Regions from separate parts of the Mus musculus genome. Here region 2 is linked to region 1. Evidence: chromatin contacts called from public promoter capture Hi-C data. All regions are on one chromosome and are shown on one strand. The core of a region is the stretch at or near the end of the contact, and the rest is flanking DNA. Distances in the headings are between cores, read along the strand shown.

Region 1 (6,029 bases), core at 308-2,807:
CCAGGCATCCCCACCCCTGCGCTCATAAAGTTCTCCTTTGTGGATAGCCCTGCTTCCTCTCAAGTCTGAAGTTAGATACTCACGTCGATGCCATCTGAACCAGGCACTCCTGGTGGCCCTGGTGGCCCTGGAGGACCCGGCTCCCCTGGTGGACCTCTCTGAAAATACACAAGAGTGCAGCCCTCAGACAGTACGCAGAACTGGGCTCCCAGGGGCTGCTGGAGACCCCGAGAGCAAAGGTGACTAGGGCAGCATCTCCCCAAGGAGATGGTGCTTCATGGGGAGTTTGTTGAGCAGCTACTGTGTGTCAGGCACTGTGTGCCATTATGCTCTGTTACTTTATGAACTACTCAGAACTCGGGGGGGGGTACTATTAGGGGTGACAAGCAGAGGGTGAGGAAACACAAAAAGACTCAAGGCTCGTGATCACTGCAAGTGAATGCTGAAACCGTGATTACACCCTAGGTTGGCTGGCTTCTTCCCCTGGGTCACACGGTCTTTGCACTGTCACGATAGGAAATAGATGAAGACATCATTTGCTCAAATCACAGATGATGTGCAAGATGGCACCTAGCCAACGATGGCCGTTCGAACTATTGCTGTTTTCTAACCAACAACAGGTATAGCGGTGAACTGGCACCTCTCCCTCGTCCCTGGTGCAGGTAAAGAGACCTCAGAGAAGAAGGAAAGCTGGGACTCTTCCCACCCAATCCTCCCTAAGGTAGCGAACCAGCCCCGACTCAGGAAGTCCACGCGTGCCAGATGCTGGCGCCAGGTGCCCTCCCCAGGTTAAGATGTGCCAGGCTGGCGCCTCACAGGCGAACTGTACCCCTACACTAGCACTGCTTGGTGAGCGGGCCCAGCATCCCCATTTGGTCCTAAACCGGGCATCTCTTTCCTAGGGCCCAGCTGTCCCTGCGAAGTGAGGCAGAAGCCCACAGTCAGGAAACGGACATATTGGGGCGACAGGGAAGTCTGGCTGGAGCCTGGGTCCCTTAGGAGACTCCGGGGGCGGAGGCTCCGCTGTCGACTGAATAGCCACCATTGTCTCCGCACCACCTGGGCTCTCTCCACTGCCAGGCCCCCGCGCCATCTCCTGCTCGACGCTGCCTGTCCCAGGCAAGGCCAAGCATCCCGAGGCAAGGTCCCTCTGGTTCCCGGACTAGTCAATCTCCCTTCACCGCGAGCGGTTTGCCGGGTATGCATCACCCCAGCGGCTCTGTCCTCAGCTGCCCCTCAGGCTAGGGACAGACTAGAACAGGTCCTAAAGACTCCAGGATCCTAAACCCAGGCTCTGCACCAGGGACGGCGGAGACAGAGAAGTGACAGGACTTACGATCTGAGCCAGGGCGAGCCACAGCACCTGGAGGAGAACGAACAGGCTGCGGGGCGCGGGCACGGCGGTCATGGCGAACAGCGGGTTCTGGAGCGGGGGTCCAAGCACCGATGGCGGGGGCTGCTTTCGGAGCCTCGGACTGGATCTCCCGAAAACGCAGCTAGACGGGCCGGGGCGGGGACCTGCAGGCCTGTCACCTGAGAGCACTGTGGGGAGGAACTGTCCAGCTCCGCCCGGTCAGGGGCGGATCTTCTGTGCCCACCCTGGGTCTGCATTCTGAGTTTGACCAGACGCCCCAGCTGGGAAGTCCCGGGGGCATCTCGGGGTACGGGACTACTTTCTGTGTGAAGAGCAGAAGTCCATTCGAAGTCCCTTTCCTCCTTGCCTCCAAGATCAAAGCCTTCCTCCTGGCCCTCAGCCCCATCCTTTCCCCGGGCAAGCTTGTCTGGGTCCTTTATCCTCCAGAGCCTCAACCATCTCAGGTTCTGGAGACCTGGCCAGGACTCCACCAACTCCATCTTTTCTAAATTGGCTCAGTCCTCTCCACAAACAATCAGGTCCCTGCCATATTAAAACACACCAACATCTTTCTTGAATCTGCCACCTCGGGAATTCCCCATCTGCCTCTTCTCTCCCCCTCCACCATCAATTCCATTAGAGTTGTCTGTGGCCTCTAAATTTCCCTTTCCTCTCGCCTCCCTGCTTCCATCGACCAGTGCGATCCGAACATCTTCCATCCTTGAGGCATCCTGTTAGCATTTGGATCTGCCCTTGGCAATGCCAGTCCTTCACGTCTTCTCTCCCAAGCATCCACCAGGCATCCACCCCATGTGACCTTGTACAGTTATATCCTTTGAAGACAAGTTTTTATCTATGCGAATGAGTGTTTTGCCCTCAGGTATGACCCTGTCCCATGGGGGACCAGACATCCTTGGAACTGGAGTTGTAGAAAGGTGTAAGCTCCTACGTGGGTGCTGGCAACAACCTGGGTTTTTGCAAGAAGAGCACGAGCTCTTCAGCAGGGAGCCATCTCTCCAGATCCCTACAATTACATATTAAGGAGGAGTACATGTTCTATGAAAAGTGTCCCTTAGACTATCAAACACCACAATGCATAGTCACACAAACTAAAATGGACCTGGGCTATCTAACCGTGTGGAACCACCTGCATGTGTGAGGTCCACTGTCAGCCAAGTGACACGATTGTCTTTCTCCTCAGCGGCACCTGCATGCTGCTGTCTCCTGGACTGGGAGAGACTTCTCCCTCACCCCCTTTCAACTGACCTCCCAAGTTCATGGAAACAGCCACCACTTTATTCAGTAACACCCCAAACCCACCTGTCTGGTCACCTCGGTCCAGAGCCCCTTTCTCCTCTCCTTCTCTTCCACTCACTGGCTAAGGGCAGTGGATCTCATGCAGCCACTAACCACAGTTATGACCACAGACACCTCCATGACATAAATGAAGTCTTAGTTTCCTCCTCTGTAACTGGGAACAACATGGTCCCTATCTTAAAGAATTTGCTTGAAGATTGAAGGAGCTGATGGTGGCAGCTGCTTAATGTGACAGCAGTGCGCTGTGACCCTCAGTATCATTTGCTCTTGGTATCCAACTGGCCTCCAGTATGGAAACTTGACCACAAGCAAATCAAGTGACCTGGCCAAGGAGGAGGCCTGGACAGATGGCTCCACAGATAAAAGCACTCCTTACTTTTGTAGAATTTGGGGATTTGCATCCCACATCAGATGGCTCCCAACTACCTGTACCTCCTGTTCCATAGAATCCAATGCTCTCTTCTGGCTTCCATGGGCAACAGCAAACATGCAGTGAACATATAAGCACATGCACATACACAAAACACATAAACACGTGTAAAAATCACCCTCCACATTTCCTTTTCTTAAGTATGTTATGAAGCCGGGGAGATGGCTCAGTGGTTAAGAGCACCAGCTGCACTTGCAGAGGACCAAGTACCCACATATCAGCCTATAACCATTTCTAACTCTGTTGAGCGCGCCCCCAACTCGCCAGCAAGAACGACGCCACAGCAGGATCCTTCTGCACACGTTTATTCAGTCCTGTTTCTTCTTTCTTTATATCTCCCTTGTTTATATATCTCCCTTGTTTTTACATCTCCCTTGTTTATATCTCCCTTGTTTTTATATCTCCCTTGTTTTTATATCTCCCTTGTTTATATATCTCCCTTGTTTTTATATCTCCCCCGAACCCTGGGCCTCTCACTCCTTTTTATACTCTCTCTCATCCACGCACCGCAGGCCATGCCCCCTCACCAGGCACGCAGCTTCAGCTAATCAGGGCAGCAGGGGCAAATCTCCACCAAATTGGATTCACCTGTATCCTGGTACACCTTCGCAGCACTCAAGATGTTTGTGTCTTATATGAGGAAGTCAGGTGCAAGTCATATGACTTAGCTGCAGTCCCTGGCGCCTTTGGGACTGCCGCCACACCCGCTCCCCACATAACTCCAGTTCCAGGGTTGGATGCCCTCTTCTAATCTATTAGGGCACCAGGTACCCAGGTGAAACACAGACATACATGCAGGCATGGTACATACACATAAAATAAAATAATAATTTTAAATTATGTCACACAAAATAAATAAAATGTTATATACATAAAAAAGAATTGGGCTGGTGAGATGGCTCAGTGGGTAAGAGCACCCGACTGCTCTTCCAAAGGTTCGGAGTTCAAATCCCAGCAACCACATGGTGGCTCACAACCATCCGTAACGGGCGGTGGTGGCGCACGCCTTTAATCCCAGCACTTGGGAAGCAGAGGCAAGTGGATTTCTGAGTTCAAGGCCAGCCTGGTCTACAAAGTGAGTTCCAGGACAGCCAGGGCTACACAGAGAAACCCTGTCTCAAAAAACCAAAAACCAAACAAACAAAAACAACCATCCGTAACGAGATCTGGCTCCCTCTTCTGGAGTGTCTGAAGACAGCTACAGTGTACTTACATATAATAAATACATGAATCTTTAAAAATATTTTTAAAAACTGTTAAAGTTTCAATAAAGTAGTTTATCTTAAAAAAAAAAAGACTCAATAGTTCAAGGCCAGTCTTGAATATGCAGCAATGTTAAAGGTCAATCTAGGAATCATGAGATCCTAACTGCCCTCCTAACCCCCCCCCCCCGCCCCCTGCAAAAAGTTGAAGCATAGTTGCTGACACTTTGAATCCCAGCACTCTCCAGGCAGAAGCAAGGAACCCCTGTGAGTTGCAGGCCAGCCTAGGCTGAATATAGTGAGTTTCAGGCCAGCCAGGGCTACATAGGAGACCTTATCTCAAAATGGAGGAAGAAGAAAAAGAGGAGGAGGAAGATAGTTGATATCATCTCCAGGATGAAAATTCCCAGACCTTGAACTCCTTCTTATGCTCTGCCCACCACAGGAATTTCCCTTCAAATATAAGCCTGACAATGAGAGGCCACAGGGTCAGTCAGGGGCTAGTCCAGAAAGGACTGATGCGACAGGTTTGATACAGCAAATCCACAGGATATGGAAATGTCTTCCATGAGGTCCAGAGAGAAAAGAGAAGAAAGGCAGGTGCCCCCTTTGCATTTTGTCAGATTTAATGCAGGGTTTCTTTTCATTACTTCAAGTTGAAGTTGTACTTACAGGGTTGCTTCCTATTTGAACAGAGATGGAATTTGGTTTGCAGTTTGTCTTAGTCAGGGTTTCCATTGCTGTGCTGAAACACCAAGACCAAAACGCATCTTGGGGACAAAGGGGTTTATTCAACTTACACTTCTACATCATAATCCACTTATTGAAGGCAGTCAGGACAGAAACTCAAGCAGGGCAGGAACCTGGAGGCAGGAGCTGATGCAGAGGTGGTGGAGGATGCTGCTTACTGGCTTGCTCCTCATGGCTTGCTCAGCCTGCTTTCTTAAAGAACTCAGGACCACCAGACCAGTGGGCTGGGCCCTCCCCCAACCATCACTAATTAAGAAAATAGCCAGATCTTAGAGAGGCTTTTTCTCAACTGAGGTTCCCTCCTTTCAGATAACTTTATCTAGTCTCAAGTTGGCATAAAACTACTTAGCACACAACTCTTATGCTCCGAGCCACAGGGTTTTTTTTTTTTTGTTGCTGTTGTTTGGTTTGGTTTGGTTTTTCAAGACAGGGTTTCTCTGTGTAGCCCTGGCTGTCCTGGAACTCACTTTGTAGACCAGGCTGTCCTTGAACTCAGAAATCTGCCTGCCTCTGCCTTCCGAGTGCTGCGATTAAAGGTGTGAGCTAATCTCCTTGCTTTTCTTTTCTTTTTGTTTCCTATTCTTTTCCACAGGAACTCATGTAGCCCAGGCTAGCCTTCAACTTGGATGATCTCCAACCTCTGAGCCTCCCATTTCTACCTCCAGCGTGCTGGACCTATAGGTCTGGCAGCCACACTCTGCATTCATCACACTGTTTTTTTTGTTTTGTTTTGTTTTGTTTTGTTTTGTTTTAAGCATATCTTATTCCTGGGTTCATTGTAAATTTGTTACAAGCTGTTCATATTTTACTTTAAAGAGCCCATTGATTTCCCCCTGAGAAATATAAATGAGATGCTTTATTTCCAGAGGAACCTTAATTTTATTTTATTTTATTTATTTATTTATTTATTTATTTGGTTTTTCGAGACAGGGTTTCTCTGTGTAGTCCTGGCTGTCCTGGAACTCACTCTGTAGAC
Region 2 (5,462 bases), core at 735-3,234, 1.9 Mb before region 1:
CAATCAATAGAAGTAAACTCAAGATTTCTTTATTTGTGGGTTAAACAATGATATTTGTCTCAAGGATCAAGTGTCTGCAGCTCTGAAAGAGAATCGTGTCCGGCAGACAGCAGTCTTCTATGTGCCTTTCCATTATTCAAATTAAAATAAACTAATTAATGTAATGATCTCCTGTGTAAGCAAAACAAAACAAAAAGTGCCCACTACCTTTTTCCAGCAAAAGACAGCACATGACAGTCACATCACTTCTTCTGTCCTTGGTTTCTCTTATTCACTCACTAACCATGAAATGAATGCCTCTGGGTCCCAGGTCACCCGAGCACAGTTGTGAGAGTGTCTTCCCTGATCGTACAGAGTTTTCATTCTACTCGGAAGATAGGAAAGTGAACACACAGTCTTCCAACGTCAGTGACCCTGCAGATTAGATAACCTGAAAACGTCATTGTTCTGAATGCTTAGCCACAATGGGTTAAAAAGCCAAGAGGTACAGAATTGATTCATAACACAGCGAAATCTCCAGGGTCCGGAGCGAGTGCGGCACTGAAATCCAGGGTGGTAAGTATGAGAGAACAGATAGCAATGCTATTCCAACATCTGGAAATATTCTGGCGTATACTTCAGGTGGGAGGACACTACACAAGGGTGTGGATATCAGGCGGGTGGGAATCGTTACGAGCTACTTTGATGGCTGAGTTCCACAGCCCACCTGGCAAAACACTAAACCAAATAAGGTGCTGGCCAGCCAATGGCCAGATGGCATGGACTGGGGATGGGAGGACCGAATTATGCCAGGGTGAGGGGTTAGAGAGATACCCCAATAGCCAAGAGTGCTTGTTGCTCTTCCAGAGGATCTAAGTAAGGTTCCTAGCACCCACACGAGGGGGAGAAGGGAGCTTTGCAACCACTTGTAACTCCAGCTCCAAGGGATCTGCTGCCCTCTTCTGGCCTGTATAAGCACTGCACATATGATAACAATTCCCCTTCGCTGGTATCGTATAATTTCAACAAAACAAACAAGCAAACAAAAACATAAAACGAAAATAAAGTCAGGTGTGGTGGCACACGTGTTTAATTCCAGTAATCTGGAGACAGAATCAGGAGGATCTCTGTGAGTTCAAGGCCAGTCTGGTCTACATACAAAGTTCCAGGCCAGCCCCTACCTCCACCAAAAAGACCCCCCCCCCATCCTTCCCAGGTCAAAACAAAAGAAAACAAATCCAAACTCCGAACTAAACAACCAACCAACCAACCATATGAAACCTACACATATTAGGGGTAAGACTGACTGTAAGTGGGGAGCATACCGTTTCTTTTATGTATCATTTTTTTTTGTAGAAGTGTAAGTTACATATAATACTATGCATAAAGTTATATATATATATATTTACAAGGCAGTTAGCTCGGTGGTGGACATCATTAATCCCAGCACTTGGGAGACAGAGGCAGGTGTATCTCTGAGTTTGAGGCCAGCCTGGTTTATGGAGCGAGCTCCAAAACAGTCAGGGCCACACAGAGAAACCCTGTCTCGAGGTCCCCTACCACTCCCCAAAAAGGTAATTATCCCTCTCTCATCTTAGAATTATGTGTGTTGTGTATAGTGTGTGTGTGTGTGTGTGTGTGTGTTGGTTAAATTTGTTGTCTGTCCACAGATTTCTAAGGAGGAGGATCATGATGGAACCCAGGGTGTGTGGGGATCGGGGATGGAGGAGGATCATGACGGGACCCAGGGTGTGTGGGGGTTGGGGATGGATGCCATTGCTGGACACGGGTTGTGTCTTTTTGGAAGGAGCTGAGTGTGTCTTTTGTTTGCCTTTGAAATAATCATATTATGTTAGACAGAAGCATTTTAAAACTTGTATATGGTATTTTAAAACGTGGGAAGATGTTGCTTGGCAACCCGCAGTTGGAATGCGGAGGACATCTGTTGTTTTCCTCTATCAGCGTTCTATCTCTTTCTTTTGGAGAAGGCCCTTCCCACACTGCACACTGTCTCCGTGGGGCTGTCAGTCACGGTTCAAAGCCCCTCTTGTCAGAGGATGACATCCCATCACAACAAAGCCGATTGGGAGTGCTTCCTCTTGGGAAAAAAAAATAGTGGGAGACGAAAGGGCAAAAACCACGCGGAGCTGATTAACGCCAGGGTAGGTAGCGGTATTAAGAGATTTGTCTGTAATCTGCATATCTGGAACCAGCACGACCCTGTATATTTTAATATAACACTCGACTGCTCTGGTTGCAAGTTTTTCCGGATTGTACCGAGTCTATGAATCTTTCACGTTTTTTCTTTCAATAAATATTTTAAATTTTGACATAAGATCTTGCTAGCTAGCCCAAGTATGAAGGGATTAGAGGGCATGAGCCACCACGATCAGCTTTATGCCCCTTCTTAAATTTGTCAGAGCTGGTTCCTGTTACTGGTAGCCAGGGAACTCCTTTGACATTAGCTCAGCGGGGAGAATACCAAAGCAAAGAGGAGGGGGCAGAAGTGAGTGAAATTGCAATGATCAAGATTTTTCAATACACCTTCATTGGCAATTTTCTCCCCAGCATGCCTCCACAGTGTGCAAAGTTAGGAAAGCTTTCTGGGAAGATGCCAGGAGTTTCTGACACATTGAACTCAGAACTACTCCCTAAGGTGTGGCTTTATAAGATGGGTGCTACAGGCAGGCAAGAGGGCTCAAGTAAAAGCGTTTGCTCTGGAAGCCAGAGGGGCCTGAGTTTGATCCCTGGACTTAACCAGTGGTGGATTCCAGAAACTTGTCCTCTGGTCTCCACACATGCACAGTGGCACCAACATACTTCATACACACAGACACCGTAATAGCAATAGCATGCAGTATACAAACCTCTAGGAACTGTGGTTTGTGTGGACTGCGATGTGAACAGTGTCTTCCTGCTGTGTAGTATGGTCCCTGTGGCTCTCTCTCTCCTTGCCTTTTCAAGTCAGTCCTTTTGATGAATTTGTTCTTTGGTGCCTCCTCTGACCCTTGGATTTTTTTCTCAAGCATACAACTGAGCTTCTACATAAACAGTTAAAACCTAATCAAGCACAGATTGATTTTTTGTTGTTGTTGTTGTTGCTGCTGCTGTTTTGTTTTGGGAGCTTGTTGTTGTTGTTTTGTTTTTGAGACAAGGTCTTGTTATGTAGCCCTGGTTGGACTAGAACTCCATATGTAGACCAGGCTGGCCTCAAACTCACCTCTGCCTCCTTGTGTTGGGATTAAAGGAATATACCACCACATTGGTCAGACTGATTTCTTAAAAAAAGGAAACTATCAATTCAGATGAATATTTTTAGATTTATTATTTATTTTATGTACATGAATACACCATTGCTCTCTTCAGACACACCAGAAGAGAGAATCAGATGCCATTACAGATGGTTGTGAGCCACCATGTGGTTGCTGGGAATTGAACTCAGGACTTCTGGAAGAGCAATCAGTGCTCTTAACCCCTGAGCCATCTCTCCTGCCCCAGACTAATTTTTTTTTAAAGATTCATTTTATTATTTTTAAAGAGTTGTTTTTTTTTTTTAAATTTACTTTTACTTATGCATCTGTGTATGTCTATGTATGTATGTGTGTCGGTGCCTATGGAGGCCAGAAGGGGGCATCGGATCCTCTGGAGCTGGTGTTACACATGGTGAGAGCTGCCTGATTCCGGGTTTCAAGAGGAATGAATACAGTACCGAGCAATCTCTTCAGCCTTGTATTTTATTTTTTAAATTATGTGTATGTATATCTGTATGTGGGTATGTGCACAGGAATGCAGGTGCCCTTGGGGGCCAGAAGATGGCACCAGATCACCTGGAGCTGGAGTTACAAGCGACTGAGCCACACAGTATGTGTGCTGCTGCAAGTCAGACTCACATCCTCTGCAAAGGCAGTTCCCACTCCAGTCCCCAAGCTGATTTCTTTGGGTCTGAATCAAGTGGGGGAGAGAGTTTCTTACAGCAGGGCCTGGCGACACATGCCTGCAATTCTAGTGCTTGGCAGGCAGAGACAGGAGGATCAGGATTCAAGGCCATCCTTGGCTTACATATTAAGTTGGAGGCCAGACAGACTGGGTAACACAAGACTTTGTCTAAAACAAAACAAAAACAAAAACAAAAAAACCAAGACTTTCTTAAGAAGGTTCTAGGAGAGCTGGATATAGCAGCACCCGCCTTTAATCCCAGCACTCTGGAGTCAGACATAACTCTGTGAGTTTGAGGTCAGCCTGGTCTATGTAGAGAGTTCCAGGCCAGCCAGGGCTGCATAAAAACAAAGAACAAAAGCAAGCCAAACCAAAAATACAACGAAAAGGTCCTAGGAAACGTGTTAAAATGGCACTGGTGCTTAAATTCATATGTGAGGCCGTAGCCCTCACTCCCAATGTGGTTGCTCTTGGAGATGACTCCTGTAAGGGAGTAATGAAGGGCACTCCTAAGGTTGGAGCCTTAATCTGGTCAGATCAGTGTTCTGTGAGAAACAGCAACTGAACACCTTCCCACCTCCACACAAGTACTCACCAAGGAAGGTCACTGAAAACCCAGAAAGAAGATAGCAGCTTGCAAAGCAGGAGGCAATGGCTCACCAGGAACCAAATCATCCAATACCTTGATTTTAAACTTGCCAGCTCCCAGGACTGTGGGCAAGTATCTTTTCGTTCTCTAAGCCATTCAGTCCATGACATACTGTTACTGGAGTCCAGGCAGAGAAAGACAGATTCAAACAGATACAAGGATGTGGAGAGAAGGCGATTTCATCCTTCAAAAGCTTATAAGGAAGTAAAATTGAGTGTTTCTTGTGGAGGGTACCAATCAATAAAAGATGTGAGAGTATAGTAAAGAACCAGTTTTTCATGGATTTTATTGTTTTCCTCAATACATTATCTATAAATACATTGCTCAATGTATCAAAGTAATTGTCATACCCCCCCCCTCTCTCTCACACACACACACACACACACACAGTACAAAGCACAAATCCTATTAGCCATTAGAAAAATGCAAACCAAAGCCATAATGACTAATCCAAATAAATCTTTCCTTTTAAAAAAAGCAAACAACAAAAAACAGGACTGGAGAGATGGTTCAGTGGTTAAGAGCATGAATTACTTTCCCAGAGGACCTGAGTTCAAATCTCAACTCCCACATCAGGTGGTTCACAAACACCTGTAACTATAGCTTCAAGATATGACACCATCTTTTGGCCCCTGTAAGTACCTATACTCATGTGCATACACATATCCATGTGAAAACATACATACATGCATATAATTAAATGAAAAAAGTAAATCTTTTTTATTTATTCGTTTATCTTTCTTTTTTTCTTTTTCTGATGCAAAAGCAAGAGGTTCATTTTTTCCAGCTCGTTGGGATTGACTTTCAATTAGTCCATCAAGGCGAGTGACTAGAAGGTGACCTGTTTGTTTTTCCAATATGGGGTTTCTATGTGTATCCCTGGCTGTCCTAGAATTCT

What was found. Promoter capture Hi-C pulls out the DNA fragments that hold promoters and counts their contacts.
Region 2: a promoter capture Hi-C map of hippocampal neurons shows a contact between it and region 1, with 7 times the contacts expected there. The contact joins the enhancer-like site here to the promoter of Col9a2 in region 1. A contact is called at or near these places in 7 of 39 promoter capture datasets (cranial neural crest, frontonasal cranial neural crest, hippocampal neurons and 3 more).

What each region holds. Positions count from the first base shown.
Region 1 is chr4:121,035,094-121,041,122 of GRCm38.p6, reverse strand. It overlaps Col9a2 (collagen, type IX, alpha 2), which reads right to left and starts at 1,557. Exons shown (of 32, transcript NM_007741.2): 1 at 1,337-1,557; 2 at 84-158. The coding sequence starts at 1,408.
Region 2 is chr4:122,906,228-122,911,689 of GRCm38.p6, reverse strand. No RefSeq gene overlaps it. Among named protein-coding and RNA genes, the nearest start is that of Cap1, 23 kb to the right of the region's middle. Within about 2 kb of position 1,984, at least 30 of the 459 cell types and tissues checked have an H3K27ac peak or open chromatin away from gene starts, as enhancers often do. A contact at or near this core is called in hippocampal neurons, where this site is marked.